Linked DNA regions of Sus scrofa: region 1 is linked to region 2. Evidence: chromatin contacts called from public HiChIP or PLAC-seq data. All regions are on one chromosome and are shown on one strand. Each heading gives the region's core, a stretch centred on a gene start, on an enhancer-like site or on the middle of the called end of the contact. The rest is flanking DNA. Distances are from core to core; before and after follow the strand shown.

What was found. HiChIP or PLAC-seq counts read pairs in DNA pulled down with a chosen protein or histone mark.
Region 1: a contact with region 2 is called in an H3K27ac HiChIP or PLAC-seq map of alveolar macrophages. The contact joins the promoter of APP here to the enhancer-like site in region 2. A contact is called at or near these places in 4 of 47 Hi-C or Micro-C datasets (heart right ventricle, retroperitoneal adipose tissue, skeletal muscle and 1 more) and 2 of 2 datasets of contacts at active chromatin or transcription factors (alveolar macrophages and skeletal muscle).

Annotation. Positions count from the first base shown.
Region 1 is chr13:189,713,587-189,718,793 of Sscrofa11.1, reverse strand. It overlaps APP (amyloid beta precursor protein), which reads left to right and starts at 2,842. Exons shown (of 18, transcript NM_214372.1): 1 at 2,842-2,939. The coding sequence starts at 2,883. It overlaps LOC110256540 (a long non-coding RNA gene), which reads left to right and starts at 2,946. Exons shown (of 2, transcript XR_002338172.1): 1 at 2,946-3,275; 2 at 4,189-5,207.
Region 2 is chr13:189,636,987-189,642,592 of Sscrofa11.1, reverse strand. The region is part of intron 2 of APP (amyloid beta precursor protein); the gene reads left to right. Among named protein-coding and RNA genes, the nearest start is that of APP, 76 kb to the left of the region's middle. Within about 2 kb of position 2,627, at least 12 of the 83 cell types and tissues checked have an H3K27ac peak or open chromatin away from gene starts, as enhancers often do. A contact at or near this core is called in alveolar macrophages and retroperitoneal adipose tissue, where this site is marked.

The sequences.
Region 1 (5,207 bases), core at 1,593-4,092, 76 kb before region 2:
TTAAAAAGATGGCTTTTTTTCTGTAGGGCACAGATAACACCCTAAACACAAAATGACAGAGATTCGGGTCAGCAGCACTTTGCATGAAACAGACAGGAGACTTGGTAGCAAATGTGACCAATCTGAGTCCACCAATCCAATACAACACTCACCTGCAGGCGGAGGTGGGCAAGAGATTCCTCATGCTCCAGGGGCCACAGCACCCTTGGAATACTAGAAAAAGACACAGACAAACCACAACACATTTAGAGGAGTTTGGACAGAACCAGACACAGGTTCCATTGTGCCTTTTGCACACCTGTTGAACGAAGTACTTATGTTGCTTTGCAAAGAGTGGACTCTGGATGCAGAAGCAGCATGAAAACTGCTGGCAAACGGTGAAGATCTGTAGTGTGGGAAACACTGGTTTGACTTGGTCCCAGAGGCGCAACAAGGACATCTGAGTGGGAGGCTGAAGGAAAGGGATGTGGGCTTTAAGTGGGGTTGAGAACTTTCTAGTAATCAGAACAGCCCACAGACAGAATGCACTGTCTGAAGAGCTAGTGTCTCCTACGCTGTGGCATTTAAGTCTGGGCAGGGAAGGCTGTGAGGATACCAGCCAATGAGCAGTCAGTCCTTTTCCCAGGGGCTAGAGTTCTAAGTAGAGATGCCTTTTATTTTCTGCTCAGAGGACCCCGAAGCTACGCTGTGGCAGGAAATGGCATTAAACAGAGATGGTGGCTGAAAAGTAAAAGCCACCAGGACCTCCGAGTGGTGATGAAACAGGAGAAAATGTAAAGAATGCCTATCATTCTGACACAGGCAGCAGCCAACCATCTTCTGCCAGGAACAGCTTCTCCAGGGATGGATCACTGGGGTGCATTTCAACAGTGGGAAAGGGAAATGCCAAATCTAGGAACTCATATATAATCGCAGATTATAACCTCACCTCTCTATCTTTGAATTCTGTGCTCAATAAAAGTCCCTTGCTCTTAAAAATGGCTTCCTGCCTCCCAGGACTGGCTCCATAGGCAGGCATCTGCTCCATCACACAGGATCTGAGCTCAGAAGGGTCTTGTGCTTGATTGAACGTGCAGCTGTTATCATCTTAAAATTCTTCACTTTGGAAGAAAGAGTCCCACCTTTTTATTTTGCACTGGACCCTGCAAATTGTGGAGCCAGGCCTGCTTCCTACCCATTTTTAAGTCATATTCCTATTTCCTATCAGGTGCCTTCAATTTGTCTCACACACCTGCGGTGGTGGGTAAACATGTTTGGAAGCAACTGGGTTTTGCTGTCACTTGGGCCTTTTTTCCCTGCAGTCCCAACCTCTTGCCACTTACTTGCTGTGAGATTGGGGAGGAGGTTTTTAGCGTCAGCTTCCTACTTTACAAATGGGAATAATAACAGTAAGGGCCTCACTGGCTTTTGGAGGAAGTAAATGACATAAGCACGTAAACAAATAATTCGAACTAACGAATATTTGTCACCATTGGTTGAGGAGGTTCAAAGGTCATTCAGGAGAGAAAGTAATTCAAGGGACCAGCTTGGATGCCTAACGGGGTTAATAAGAGAGAAGACAATATCCAGGGGAGCTGGCCCAGAAATGTTATCTTATCTGGAAGGAAGCCGGCATCCTCGGCTGAGCCACGATTCCACGGCTGAGCCTGTGGCTTCTTTCCCTCCCACCAGCGCCCCTGTGGACTGTGGCTTGTCCTTCAGGTCAAGAGCAGGGCAGTTCTAGACCATTCTAGACTCACCAGACACTAACCCGACCATGGGTGGATTGTGTTTAACCTAGGAGAAAGTGGCTTCCCTAGAAGGTTCACTTCTGTAATCCCGGGCAGACACAAGAAGGAACAAGGACGGAGTTGGAGGTCAGAAGTTCTGAGGTATGGGGGTCGAGGAGAAATCATCTTTCCACAACCTTTCTTTCACTTCACCCGCGTCTCAGATGGACACTACATCCCTGCCTGATTTAAAAAAAAAAAAAAAAAAAATCCCAGATGACTGTCCCCTTCTCAAAACAAAAACAAACAAAAAATTTAAAAAAAAAATTAAAAACCCTTCTTTCAAGGAGAAGTAAATAGGTCGCCGCTTCTTCTCCTGGTCCGGCGCCTTTCTCCTTCGGTTCAGTCTAAAGATAGAAATTCCAGGTTGCTCGTGGCTGCTTTTGACAAAAAAAAAAAAAAAAAAAAAAAAAAAAAAGAGGGCTTTTGCTCTCCTAGCAAGCAAAGAAATCCTATTTCCTTTAAGCTAGTCTTGTTCTCAGTCTCTTCCAGAAACGCCTCCCCCACCTCTCCAAACCGAGACAAAAAATTAAATGCGGATAAAAACGCACCCCAGCAGCAACCCATTTATACGACACCCCCGAGAGGCCTGCGGGGTCGGATGAGTCAAGCTCACGGGAACGAGCGGGGAGCGCTCCCGACTTTTCTGGAGCCCAGTCGTCCTACGACTCACCTTTCCCTGATCCTGCACGGTCCCTCTCCCGGCCCCAGAGTCTCCCTCCTACTGCTCGAGGGGTCCAGGCCAGGGAAGCGGGCGGGGAGCCGGGGGGACCCGGCGGGAGCCGAGGGCCCCGCACCTGTGGGCGCCGAGGGCGCCGGGGGCGCCGGGGGCCGCGGGCCCCTCCCGGCCGAGCGCGCGCAGCTCCCCGGCGGCTCCGCTAGGGGTCTCTCTCGGGTGCCGAGCGGGGTGGGCCGGATCAGCTGACTCGCCCGGGCTCCGAGCCCCGCCGCCGCGCTGCTGTTCGGTCAGTTTCCTCGGCAGCGGTAGGAGAGAGCACCCGGGGCAGCGCGAGCGCGGGGCCACCGTAGACAGCGGCAGCGACACCGGCAGAGCAAGGGCGCGGCGGATCCCACGCGAACAGCAGCGCACTCGGTGCCCCGCGCAGGGTCGCGATGCTGCCCGGTTTGGCACTGGTCCTGCTGGCCGCCTGGACGGCTCGGGCGCTGGAGGTGGGTGCCGCGCCTCGGAATGGGGTCGGAGGGGGACAGTGGAGACCCGATTAATCCAAGTCTTTAACCCAGAGAAGCTGGGGTTAGTCGAGGACCACCCCACTCTCCTCAGGCCTTACGCCCCCGCTTGCGGGCACCCTGCGCATCCCCGCTTCTGGCCCAGCCCTGCCCCGGGGACGCGCTCTCCGGCCCGCGGGGAAGGAGCGGGTGAGGGGTCGGGAGCCCGGGTCCGCTTCAGTCGGGGGAGAGAAGAGGAGGAGGCTATCTGCAGCTCAGACCCTGACTTAGTCCCTGCCTCGGAACCGGGGACCCGGGGCAGCTAGAGACGTCCAGATGGTAGGTGGGGGAGGGAGCACGTGGGAAAAGCCGAAAACCCACAGTCCCTGGATCCTGTCCCCAGCTCTTAATCGCTGCCTTTCCCTTTCTCTCGGGCCCTAGGGAGGAGTCGGGACGGCTTGGGAAGCTGGTCATCTCTCTCCCCAACCCCCCCACCCCCGCTTTCCCTCGCTTTTCCCCCGCGGTTTCACCTTCCCTTCACATCCCCACCGCCCCTTTTCTGCCCGACCTCCTCCTCCTCCCTCTTCTCGGTTGCTCGGGGCTGCCTCCTGAGTGCGACCCCAAGCAGGGTCAGGCACCACCCTCGGCAGGCAAACTTTGTGCATTTCTGTGTCTCCCTTTTGTGCTAAGTTGCGAGAGATGGGAGGGGTCGGAGATCCACAGCCACATCGCACCTTCCCCAAGCCTAAATATCCCGGGCGTTCGCTCGCACCCTCACATTCTCCGGGAGAGGGACAAGGAAGGTCCCCGGGAACAAAAGCCGCGACACCCCGCCCTCGCCAGCCCGGGGCGCGGTGGGCTGAGCTGAGTTAGTCTGTGCGCCACCGAGGCTCCCGCCTGACTCCCTTCTCCGCGCTGCGCGCCCGTCCCGGAGGGGGCTGGGGCGCTGCTGGGGCGACTCTGGCCGAGCCTCTGGGCCCCTCTACTTCCTCCCCCCACCCCATCACCTCCGAGGCTTGCTCATTCTGTTCTCGGTTGTAAAGTCCTTGGGGAGAAATACGCGGAGAGTGGAGTGTGCGTCTGGAAGGGGCAGTGGCGGGTGGTGGGGAGCCACGAGCTCTCTTCCTGTGCATCAAAGGAGGCGTTTGTCTGATTAAGGCGCGGCCTCTTCCCTGGCAGTGCTGGGCAGTCCGGTTTAGCTCCCCGGGGGGCGCGGACTGCTGGGGAGGGTCCTCAGGGTCTTTTTTTTTAGGGTGCAGATAAAAGGATTGAATTGAGTGAAGATTAAGACGGAGAAGATGGCGCCTCTGCAGTGCAGCAAAGAAAAGCTGTGTGGAGGCTGCAGCCTGGTGAAATCCACCCACCACTAGGTGTATAACAAGTCCTCCCCATTCATCCAACTCTCGAACATTCAGCTAACGCCTGTGCAAAATGACTATTTTCCTTTTCATCTGAAGATGTTGAGAAATTATTTGCTTGGCAGTTGAGGCAGAAAACGTATTTCGCATCATTTGAGTTCCCATTTGGTATCTTAGCATTTGTAACCTCTCTTTCCCCATTTTTCCCCCTCCTTTTCCCCTAACTCATGGGATTTTCCAAAAGAGCAATTTCTGGACAAATGTTTTCCCGTAGTGTAACTGAGATTATACGGACTATCACACCATTTCAGCTGTTTAGTCCCTAATTTACAGGGTCATTGAACTTTTTCCCCCTCTGCCTTTTTCCTACAAGTGGCTCAGGAATCACCTGGGGGCTTGTTAAGGCAGATTGTTTTAAGAGTCGAAGCATTTGGCTTTCCATTTAAAAATGCATTTAATTAAGAGAACTCTGGTTTTTCTGACAGTTAAATTTACTCTTATTTCAGTTCTCCTGATTGTTTTATTACACATTAAAAACACAAGTAATTAAAAGCATATCATATCTTTTATAGTGGAGCCTTTTGCCAAAATGTAAATATTTAACTTTTATGAGCAGGATTTTTTTCTTTGTAAAAGGAAGCAGCGTGCAGGCAAATATGATTCAGATTTCTTTTTTACCCTGTTTGATTGCATTTTTTGCTCTTTCTGCCAAACTTAGATATTTTCACTGGTTACTGTCACCTCTTTCCAAGGGTGGAGGTGAGATTCACATTAGTTCATTTTGTGGAGCGTTAATGGAAAGGTAGGCAGTTCACTCTGATGAGGTTTGGGGGGCGGTTATCAGGCTCAGTCTCTGTCCATGGAAAAGATGTAATTATGAGTTGACTATCTTTTGCAGGGCTTAGAAAATAGG
Region 2 (5,606 bases), core at 1,378-3,877:
ATCCCAAGATGCTAGTGTGAAAGGGATGGGAAAGATCATCCTGCCCATCCTTGCAGGAATAAGCCCATAGGTGATACCCCAAGATGCTATTACAAGAGAGTCTTTGGGGTCAAGTGCAGTGAAAGCAAAGCCTGGGCTTCCCTATCAGACTTCCATCCAAATGCAGCCTTTGTTCTTCGACCTCTGAGCAGTCCAGGAAAGCTGCCTCGCCAATCTTAGCCCATGTCCTCCTCTTATGATAGGAATACACAGGTGTGTATTGTTAAAAGTTAAATACTGTTATTAAAGGAGAAACTGTGTCAGTCCCAGTAATGTTCTTCCTCCTCTTTTAAGGGGAGAACTTAAACCACAGGCTCCATGGCCCTCTGTATCCCTAACATGCAGAGCACCTCCTCTGAGGTAGGAGCTTAGAACAGGTGTTGATGGCTCAGCTAATTCATAGGGAGTAGGTCTCTGGAAGGAATGGTGAACAAGGGAAGCCTCAAGCACTGGCAGAGATTTCCAGCTGGGGAACAGGTGAACACAGCTTTGCTCGTGGTCTCTTCTATTAGATTATGGGTATACCTCTTTTTTCCTAAGGGTTTTTCTTTTCCACGATTAGCATATGTGTTCTCTGTTTCTTTAACCTTTTTGCTGTCAACGAACAGTTATTTTGTCTGTAAATGAACAGGATGACCCAACAAAGCATACCAGTGCCTGAACCAAACAAAAACTGATGAGTTGAATAAAGATGTTTCCTCCACCCAACTCTCTACACCAAAATATATATCCCAGCGGGGACTCCCAAGCAAGACTTGTTTTTCAGCCTTGATGTTTTCATTTCTATTGCAATGTGAAGCCAAAATTAATTAAAAAAAAAAACAAAAAAACCACAGGAGTTGCCATTGTAGTTCAGCAGGTTAAGAACTTGAAATAGTACCCGTGAGGATGCAGGGGTTCGATCCCTGGCCTTGCTCAGTGGGTTAAGGATCCAGTGTTGCCATGAGCTGTAGCTTCGGTCACAGGCGTGGCTTGGATCTGGCATTGCTGTGGCTGTGGTGTAGGCTGGCAGCTGCAGCTCCAATTTGACCCCTAGCCTGGGAACTTCCATATGCCGCAGGTGCGGCCCTAAAAAGTTAAATAAATAAATAAATAAAACACATGCGATCTTTTTAATCTAACCAACTTGGAGGGCACATTGTAGACAACCACCAAGGTAGAAGCTGTGGTATATTCTTGGCCATTACTATTTTGCTACAGGTGCCGTCCACCTTTGTGAGTTTAAACTTGACCCATGGTGACAGGTACCTATGCGTTCTGGTTTTGATATTTGAAAGATTCAAAAATTCCTATTAAATGAAACAGTTTTTGAGTAGAGGTATCCAGCTACTAATCTGTGAGTATGGAGATATTTTATGCATTATTGGTATGTATACTTATAAGGATTGTTTGTATAAGCCACAGGATTCAGAGGTAAAAGAAATGAAACCAAAAGTTCCCTAATGGCCTAGCAGTTAAGGATTTGGCGTTGTCACTGATGTGGCTTGAATTTGATTCCTGGCCTGGGAACTTCCGCATACCGTGGGAGCTGCCAAAAAAAAAAAAAAAAAAAAAGATGAAACCAGTTTGGATATTTTTTCCCACACAGCTATCATTTAATCAGGTTAATGTTTGATTGAACGTCTGTCCTTGTTACTGCCTAGCTCTTTCCTAAATGCATACTCAATTGTTACATATTTAGAGCAGTACTATGGACTTTCATCCTTGAAATCTTATTTATTTACTTATTTAAAATGTGTTTCCCGTAATTTTTTTTTAATATAATGATTTTTATTTTTTTCCATTACAGCTGGTTTACAGTGTTCTGTCAGTTTTCTACTGTACAGCATGGTGACCCAGTTACACTTACATGTGTACATTCTTTTTTCTCACATTACCATGCTCCATCATAAGTGATCAGACATAGTTCCCAGTGCTACACAGCAGGATCTCACTGCTAATCCATTCCAAAGGCAGTAGTCTGCATCTATTTTTTTTTTTTTTTTAGCTTTACTGAGGTGCAAATAACAACCTAATATAGACTGGACATTTTAAAAATAAGAAGGAGTTCCTGTCGTGGCTCAGCGGAAATGAATCTGACTAGCGTCCATAAGGATGCAGGTTCAATCCCTGGCCTTGCTCAGTGGGTTAAGGATCTGGTGCTGCTGTGGCTGTGGTGTAGGCCAGCACTTGCAGCTCCGATTCAACCCCTAGCCTGGGAACCTCCATAAGCTGTGAGTGCAGCCCTAAAAAAAGACAAAAAATAATAAGAAAATTAAACAGAGAGAGAATGGGGATCTTGACTGTAGGTGGACACATCTGTTTGTTTTCACGTTCATGTCCTGTCCTGTTTATTTTGGTGTCTCCTCCTGCCTCATTTGATTTTACATTCAGGGCATTGGTATAAGAGTGACTTATACATCAAATAAGGTTCTTGGGCAATATTTTCCAACTCTGTATGAGTGTGTATCTATGACAATATATTTATATACAATGTGCAAAGCAGACTTGAGCCAAATTATTGGGAAATAGGCTGGTGTCCTGCAGCATTTTATGTCCCTTACGCTTACATAAGGTCATCATTGTGGAAACGCAGCACTGTGTGTACTTCCTATTATTACAGTGGTGTTTCATCAGCTGTGTTGCCTCCCAGCACCTCGTTACATTGTAATCAGAGAATGTTTTCGGTTTCCAGTTCTTTCTCTCTCTCTCAATTAAATCAGATATTGTCTCCATACTCTTGCGATTATAAGAATTTATGTTGAGAAACAATTTGAGATAAGATGTTTCTTCATATTCCAGACAGTCTTAGAGGAGAGAGTGTGTTATTTTAATCCAGAAACCGAAACATACTGTTTAGGACATGCCTTGTTTGGGTTTAGACGCTGAAGTGGAAGTAGTTTAGCCCTTAGATTTAATATGCTCAGAATTGTCACCTACTTTCATTGTTACCTCCTGGCTTCATCAATTTCATCTTCTTTGAAATGGAGCTGTTACCAACTGATGGAGGTTTACACAACCTGCTACACATAAAACATTTGCAGTGATTCAGGCACATAGTAAACCCTCAATTATGTATTTTTCTTATTCTCCTCTTGGGACATAGTCTTTGAAAAAGAAATTGATATGTAAAAACTTTCACAGGATGAAAATACCCCATGCTCAGGCTACCTCTATACCATTTTCCTGTAGACTTTGATTTTTTTGTCTCTTGTACATGTTCATACATGCTAGTGAGGTGCCCTAATGCATTTGCAGTTAAGATCCTTGCTTATGTATTTGTCTTTTCACTTGTAATGTAAATTTAGAAATCTGACTTTGTTGCCACTGGACTGGCTGTTTTTTAACTTTTAGTTATTTTTAACTCAAAATTTCAAGCATATGTAAAAGTAGAAAGACCAGTGTAATGAACACCCCATGTGCTTATCACTCCAGTAATTATAAAATCTAGTCACTCTTCTTCTTGGCTAAGTCTGGAATCCCAGTTTTCTATCTTACCTTCTTCAGTGATGGCGTTATTTTTGGCAATCCCCTTGTGCAAATAGATGTGTTGCTTATCCCTTTTGCAGAGCTATAAATTTAAATGAACAAAAGCAACAAAAGCTATAAAGTAAGATGAACAAAAGCAATTATTGCCTTCTAACTTGCATGTTTAAAACACCATTTTATTAACGCTATGTAATTTCTAGCATGTTTTTTCCGAAAGAAATATCCTGGAGCATGTGATGAAAAGTTGATTTGAAAAGTTGAAAGACTAGAAAGAACAGTAAGCAAATTATTTTCAGAATTAGTGGCAATTCCCATTCATCTGCCCATTAACTCTATTTTCAGTCTTTTATTGGGTGCATTTGATTGTACGTTCTTGAAACATCCTTGGTCATTTAGGATCTAGTGTGTAAATATGATTTTTGGCGTTAATTAACCCCTTGTCCCAATTGGCCTGTTGCAGAAGGGTACTCTGAAAGTTCCCCTCTTTGTCCTTAATACTACAAATAAAGGAAAATTTTCATAGGACCGTTAACAACATATGCCTTAAAGAAATATTTTTATATTTCTGTTTATATAATTATATGTTCTCAGCTTTCTTAAATATCATCAGTGTCTTTTCTTGCTTTGCGTATTTAACAACTTAAATGTCATCTAGTCTGAGATTAATTTATTTCCAGTGCAGATAGACAGAAGGTTGGGGACGGAGAGAGCAAGAGAGAATCTTTAGATTTTTTAAATTTGGAATGAAAAGCTTCTGATGGTGATCATGTTTTAACGGATTTTTCTGTAGAGAGGAAAACCAATTAAGTTACCAAGTACAGCCTGTATGATTCTAAGATTGTTTCTACTCTACTTCTCCTGGCTGTTAGTATTTGAAATTTCTTTGGCTCACTTAAAAAAAAAAGTTAAATTTATGTATAGATAGAAATTTGCTTTCAAAGATAAAACATGTTTGTATGGCCAGAATAGTAGGCTGCTTGTTACAGATGCCTGGACCGCCCCAGTGGGTCCCCCTTCACCTAAGTGAGAGCCTGGCTTTTAATTCTTCCTAAGTGTCTTCCTCAGCTGTGTATTTATTAACATTAATCTATTGCTTTTTATATAAGATGCTCTTATGGGTATAAGCTGCATGTAGGTCGTGACATCCTACTTGGAAGAACAATATCAGAAGGCACTGAGATGCTTATTTTCTCTAAAGCTTATAATCTAACTATAATATCATCCCATTTAGGGAGTCTTATTTAAGAGATACAATGACAGTACCCCATGAGAGTGTAATATATATTGAATTTTCCTACATCTAATGGATTGTGAACTTAGCCAGAAATAGTCCTTACCTATTTCTCAGGCACTTCCTGTGCTTTCACAGTGTTGACCCCGGTTGAGGGAACACAAAAATGAATCATATTGTCTCTCTCTTCAAGGAGTGTGTGTATATTCTAATGGGGCAGGAAGAAATATAAGTGTGATGGAAGGTAGTGAATGGTTGGTGATCAAAGTGATGGGATAAAATGCTTTGGATTCAGAGATTGAAGGGATCAGGGAAGGGAATATTAGTGAACTAACTTTTGAGCTGGGTATTTTACTTGGGTTTTTTTCATTTGGAAGGAAAATAAAGCTACCAAAATAACTTGTGTTTTAAAAGGGGGAGTGATCGCTAGTCAGGTGGTCCCTGACTCCTCTGCTGTCTTTGGGCACACGGCTGTCTCATCTTAGATTCTTTTATATACATCTTATTGTCCTGCTTCTTCTAGATGCTAAGTTCCTGTTTTCCCATGGGTTTTGACAGGCACCATCTCTGGCTATGACTTCCCCCGCCTGCCAGCCATTTATCACCCCTTCCATCTAGCTAGAGCCTCTATGCATTAGTCCAACACTCTTGAGGAAGGAGAAAGCAGTGCAAAGTTGACTTTCTTCTGGCTGTCATCAGCCATGATGGCTGGTGCTGCAGAGTTAAAATCTAGTCAACTAATGAATACCCTTCCTGAGGTGGGAGTACTGCAGAAGGGGGTGGAGAAGTTGGCAGCCTCCTGATAGCCTTAAAGCAAATTAATGAATGTGGAGCACCACTGGGAGGCTGTGAGTGGGTGGCAAGCTGC